Regions from separate parts of the Mus musculus genome. Here region 2 is linked to region 1. The links are chromatin contacts, called in public Hi-C maps. All regions are on one chromosome and are shown on one strand. The core of a region is the stretch at or near the end of the contact, and the rest is flanking DNA. Distances in the headings are between cores, read along the strand shown. Region 1 overlaps Uvrag (UV radiation resistance associated gene). Region 2 overlaps Uvrag (UV radiation resistance associated gene).

What was found. Hi-C and Micro-C count contacts between places; a contact is called where the count stands out from the background.
Region 2: a contact with region 1 is called in a Hi-C map of bone marrow-derived macrophages, with 40 read pairs. The contact joins two enhancer-like sites. A contact is called at or near these places in 1 of 15 datasets of contacts at CTCF or cohesin (pro-B cells), 41 of 484 Hi-C or Micro-C datasets (the BV-2 cell line, the C2C12 cell line, CD4 T cells and 29 more), 7 of 115 datasets of contacts at active chromatin or transcription factors (the HPC-7 cell line, Th17 cells, bone marrow-derived dendritic cells and 4 more) and 3 of 9 other capture datasets (embryonic stem cells, embryonic trunk and liver).

The regions. Positions count from the first base shown.
Region 1 is chr7:98,960,831-98,963,530 of GRCm38.p6, reverse strand. The region is part of intron 12 of Uvrag (UV radiation resistance associated gene); the gene reads left to right. Among named protein-coding and RNA genes, the nearest start is that of Gm33827, 86 kb to the right of the region's middle. Within about 2 kb of position 1,355, at least 100 of the 459 cell types and tissues checked have an H3K27ac peak or open chromatin away from gene starts, as enhancers often do. A contact at or near this core is called in the G1E-ER4 cell line and bone marrow-derived macrophages, where this site is marked.
Region 2 is chr7:99,048,746-99,051,445 of GRCm38.p6, reverse strand. All of the region lies in intron 6 of Uvrag (UV radiation resistance associated gene), which reads left to right. Among named protein-coding and RNA genes, the nearest start is that of Uvrag, 91 kb to the left of the region's middle. Within about 2 kb of position 1,330, at least 71 of the 459 cell types and tissues checked have an H3K27ac peak or open chromatin away from gene starts, as enhancers often do. A contact at or near this core is called in the G1E-ER4 cell line and bone marrow-derived macrophages, where this site is marked.

The DNA of each region.
Region 1 (2,700 bases), core at 106-2,605:
TTTGTAGACAGCAATGGGAGCGAAAATTATGATCATAAAGAAGAGTCTAAATCATAAGCTGCCCGGGATGTCACTCAGTGGTAGAGCACTTGCAAAGTCAGTGTAAGGTTCCTGTGGGTCCCCACAGTGGGTGCGAGAGCACCAGCCTCTCAGGCACTGACTCCAAAGGGGGCAGTCCTTTCGGAGAACCGAGGGGAAACCTACAGGCCACACTGAGATGAGGCGGGCCCAGCCACCTCTGTAAGATTAGAGCTGGGTCTGTGCCTTCCTATCAGAGCAGTGCTAACGACCCCGACCCTCTGCCTTTCTGCTTGTAGTGGGGAAGAAAGCTGCATCCCCGACTCTGAGTGCTGTGCTGTGGTGGTTTGAATAGGTATGGCCCCATAAACTCATGTGTTTAAATGCTTGTTCATAGGGAGTGGCACTGTTAGGAGGTGTGGCCTGGCTGGAGGAAGTGTGTCACTGTGGGAGCAGGGTTAGAAAGTCTCCTATTACTCAAACTACTGGCAGTGTGGCACATAGTCTCCTTCTGCTGCCTGCAGCTCAACTATCAGCTCCTTCAGGACGATGTCTGCCAGCACGCTGCCATGCTTCCCACCATGATAATAATGGACTGAACCTCTGGAACAGAGCCAGCTGCAATGAAATTTTTTTCTTTCTAACAGTTGCTCTGGCCATGGTATCTTCACAGCAGTGAAATCCTAACACGCACTGTATATCAATCACTGCAAAATACCAGGATGGTTCTCAACTGGGAGGTTCCTCACCCAGGGAGCAGCATGCTTCTAACCGAGGGCAAGGGTGCACACTGGCGCCATCTAGAGGACAGAGACCAGGCTTGCTGCCGCTATTCTAAGGACCAGGGCAGGCTCTCTGCTGTCCACAAACCACCAATTATCTGCTCCTGAGTGTCAGTGGTGTCGTGAGAAACGTTGTCGGGGAGTCAGGAGAGAGAGAGAGAGAGAGAGAGAGAGAGAGAGAGGGAGAGGGAGAGGGAGAGGGAGAGGGAGAGGGAGAGGGAGAGAGAGAGAGAGAGAGAGAGAGAGCATGCAATGGGTCAGATCAAAGAGAAAACCAAGACCAAGGTCTGTGGGACAAGAGCTGCAAAGCCGGAGAATCCATGCACTAAAGAAACAAAGATAATCGAAAGGATATGGAGGATTCTCAGAAGGAGGAGATAGCATCCATAAAACTCAGATCAAAGGTTATGAGCAAATGGAGAGCTGTGGGTGGATGACTCAAAAAGGCGGCCCTAGAAAGGAGCAATTACTGTAAAACTCAAGCAAGCTAATGGGCGGGCCAAATAGCCGCACCCACTCGTGTGCTGTGAGCCACTATGATTTGTTAATGCCGTTTCTAATATCGTCCTCTAAAACTGCTTAAATTTGAAGTCGTCCACTGCGGGGTGCTGAGCATCTATTTTCCTAATACATTATCGATGTGACCTGCCAGCAACCAAGAGCAGCTGTGGCCTGTGAGGCTGGGGTGTGTGATTAGCAAAGCCAGAGCTGCAGCAAGGGAGGTTTAGTGAACTGCAGGTCACAGCACAAGTGCTGAAGCGGAGGTAGAGGTATCGGAGAGAAAGACCGTAGCCGACGGCAGGCAAGATAAATGGCTGGGTGTGGCGGCACATGCCTGTAATCCCACCACTCTGGAGGCAGAGGCAGGAGGATTACCACAAGTTGTAGGTCAGGTTGGTCTTCATAGAAAACTCCAGGCTAGCTAGGAACAGAACAATAATGATATATGCATTAGTACAGCCCTAGGAAGTCTGGCCAGCAGTTACATCAAAGTGTATCAGGAATATGGTGCTCAAAACTAGCAGGGCATCTACATGTAATCTGAAATGTATAGGAGAGAACTCTGCTTTCTGTGTATGAGTTAATGAATGAAAATGTCAGCACTGAGCCGGGCGTGGTGGCGCACGCCTTTAATCCTAGCACTTGGGAGGCAGAGGCAGGTGGATTTCTGAGTTCGAGGCCAGCCTGGTCTACAGAGTGAGTTCCAGGACAGCCAGAGCTATACAGAGAAACCCTGTCTCAAAAAAACAAAAAAAGAAAAGAAAATGTCAGCACTGAAGTAGGAAAGGGGGGAGAGGGAGGACAAACAGTAAAGGCCATGAAGGCTCAGTCAGAAGGTACTAAGTTAATCAGATTTTAGTAGCGACAGAATCAATATGAATGTGTAGTATAAAGGGTTTGTTATAGAAACAGCCTTGTGCAGTAGTGGGAAGAGCCGGAGGAGTAGAACGTCAAAAGGGGGAGTCCGAAGACCAGAGAAACGCCCCTAACCAGCCATGATGAAAATCTGGTGCAGGTGGTCAGTTCAGGACAGGATTTGGAAAGTGAGGTACATCTGTCCAGCTGCTGAGTGGATCCCCAAATTATAGGTGGAGACCACAGAAATCTGCTGCCGTCACATCTGCTAATGGGGCAGGAGCTGCTATTTGGCCAGCCGGAGAGAGCAGTATGCAGAATGGGAGTAGAGAGAGAAGATAGAATCTCCAGGCAGCCTGTCTCTCCTACCGGGTCTAATCACCATGCCCTTCAGAATGCAATGGCTCTACTTTCCCTCCAGCCCCTGGACCTTCTGCAGCTAACTTTTGGTCAACTAGCCTGGGTCCATCTGAACATTGGTATTCTGGAATGTTTACAGCTAGCCAAGTTGACCCAGTACATGTGAATAGGCTAGTATTCTATC
Region 2 (2,700 bases), core at 81-2,580, 88 kb before region 1:
TCCAGGGGATGGCTGCCACTTCTCACCATGGCACTCGACACAGGGCATCATTCCAGGTGGGCTCCGCTCTGCAGTGTCAGCCTCAGAGGCAGGCCCCTTTGCTCATTTTTCAAGATCTTCAAGTTTGAACTGTTTCTTTCATCAGTCCAGAAATAGCTGGACAAGGATTAGACTGCCAACTTGCTATTTTAGAAGTGTCCTCTTAACTGAGTCTCTTGTCAAAGGATTTGGTTGGTCTTGCAGAAGGCTGCTGGGTTTCTGTGAGGCCTCACTACAACTTAGCAGGATTTCTTTGAAAACATGCTCCTTTGTTTGAAGCAAAAGGGATTGCTTGTTGGTTGTGTCTTGCTGGCCAGTTTCCAGTAGGATCTAGGCACTGCTTTCTCACAGTGCTGGCGTAAGCAGCCTGAGTCTGGTGTTATGACAAATTACCTGTTCTTTATTTTGTGGTTTAAAAAAAGTCTGTTCTTGTTTTACAAAATTAGCTTGAAACCTCATCAGAATGTTGCTGTTAGTGCCAGATGCATTTTCTAACATTGAAAAAAAATTAAAGCAGTTTTATGTTGAAAATTGCTAAGATAGTACACATTTTCATACAGTCCACGCTTGATTAGCCTCACCTGTTCTTAATATTGTGTATTAGTGTGATACACTTATTATGATTAGTGAACCAGAATTGACATGTTACTAACTAAGGCTCACGCTTTCCTCGGATGTCACCACCCAGGCCATCATAGTGTGCCCAGCCAGTCTCCCTAAGCTTCTCTGGACTGTTAGTTTCGCAGAGTTTTATTGACGACCCTGACAGACCTAAGATATTTTTAGAATGTCTCATTGGAGATGTCTGATGTTTCTGTCATTATTTGATTGGGTTTATAGGTTTGCCAAGATTTTGTCATGATCAATTGTGACTATGAAAAAAACATAGATTACTAACAATCAAGAGCCTTGCTATATGGTATCCTTATGACTCTCATTGCTATATGGAACATATGTTGTGTGACAGACACTGTAGTTGAAAATTCAAGGATTAGGGTGTAATAATCCAGGAGAGCACTGGTGAGTTATTTGAAATTCAGTGTCCTTGGGCGCATTGTTTTGTTAGGTTCCTGCTATTAGCAGGACCCTGTGTTTCTGTCAGCTCTTCCACCCTGTTCTAGAGAAGCTATTCCCAAAGGAACAGAGCCCCACTTAGTCAAGAGCCACCCCAGGGCACAGTCAGCTGCTGGGACTCTGGAAGGAACCTGGGTTAAAAGGGGTGGCCTTACCCCTTCTGGAGCCTCCTACATTGCCCTATCTAAATCTGCATCTCAGCCTGACCAGTTACATCATTGTTTGGGGCTTTATGTTGGTGAGGAAGAGGAAGTACCACGTTATAAGTGGTGTGTTTATTAGTCTTTCTGTTTCCATGACAGAATACACAGGACAAATAGCTTGAGGGAGAAAAGATATATTTTGGTTTCTAGTTTCAGTCCATAGCCACTGTGGGCCTAAGGTAGGGCGCATTACAGTCATGACATGTGGACTGTGGACGAAGCTTTCTCCTCACCGTGGAGACACGGACAGGGAGCTTGCCGCCGAGGAGGTGCCAGGAAGAATGTACTGGTAGGTTTTCTTTCCTTTGATCTCCGTCTTTACCTGAAGCCTATGGGGTGGTGCCAAATGTCCAGGGTGGGTCTTTCCCGTTCTTTAATGCTTCCTGGAAATGCCTTTACAGTTTGTTTTACTAATCTTAGGAGCTTCTCAGTTGAACCAAGTTGACAGTCAAGATCAAGGTTCTCAGGGCCTCTCCTCATCAACTTGACACCCCAAGCATCTCCTTCAACCGTAGTATTCTGTCTCCAAAGGCTCAGGTTCATATCCTAGCACAATGCGTCAGCTCATGTCCAGAGTTTGCTGTATCTTTAACCCCTGCATTCCTCAGAAGTTCTAATCCAGGGTTTCCTCTGAGATTCAAGGTGGAGCTCTTAGCTGTGATGTGTTGTGAATTACGAAGACAAGTCATGTGCTCCAAGGAAACAGTGACAACAAGACAAGATGGGATTGGACCAAAGCAAGGCTGCTGCTACCTAACACGGCAGCCTCTGATCTTGTAGCTCCAGGTATCTTAGACAGGCGATGGTGTGATGTGAACTCCCAAGGGCTCGAGTACTGTCCCTGCCACTTTCCCATTTGCAAAGCCCAAGGCCACTCTCTTAAAAATGGCTTGGCAGTCTACCTCAGCTGACCTTCCGTGTTCTTGTCATCTCTGATTTCCTAGAGTCCCCATGTGTCTTCAGTTTCACCCTTACAGCTCCACAGATCATTGTCTTGGGAATTCTCACCCTGCCATGCGTGCGTGTACTGCCTAACCTCCTAGGTCCTCCTTTGAAGTCTGGATGCAGGCCTCTCAGAGCCTGTTTCAATAAGCATGCATGACAAGGACATGTAAGGGTGATATCAAAGTTGGCTGCCAGTTTGAACATTGGCCTCAATCCCTTCACCTCAGCTGTGGTGCCACCTGGATGGCTGGACATAGGCAAACCCTTCCTTCCCTAGATGGTTTTGCTTTTTGGTTCTGGGCTTAAACCTAGGGCCTCACATATGCTAAGCAAATGCTCTACTACACCTGGAGCTATATTCCTAGCTTTCAGAGTCTGAGATTAGTTAAAATTTGTTTTATCCTGCAATGTGCACGGCCTGACCAAATTCTTAAATGTG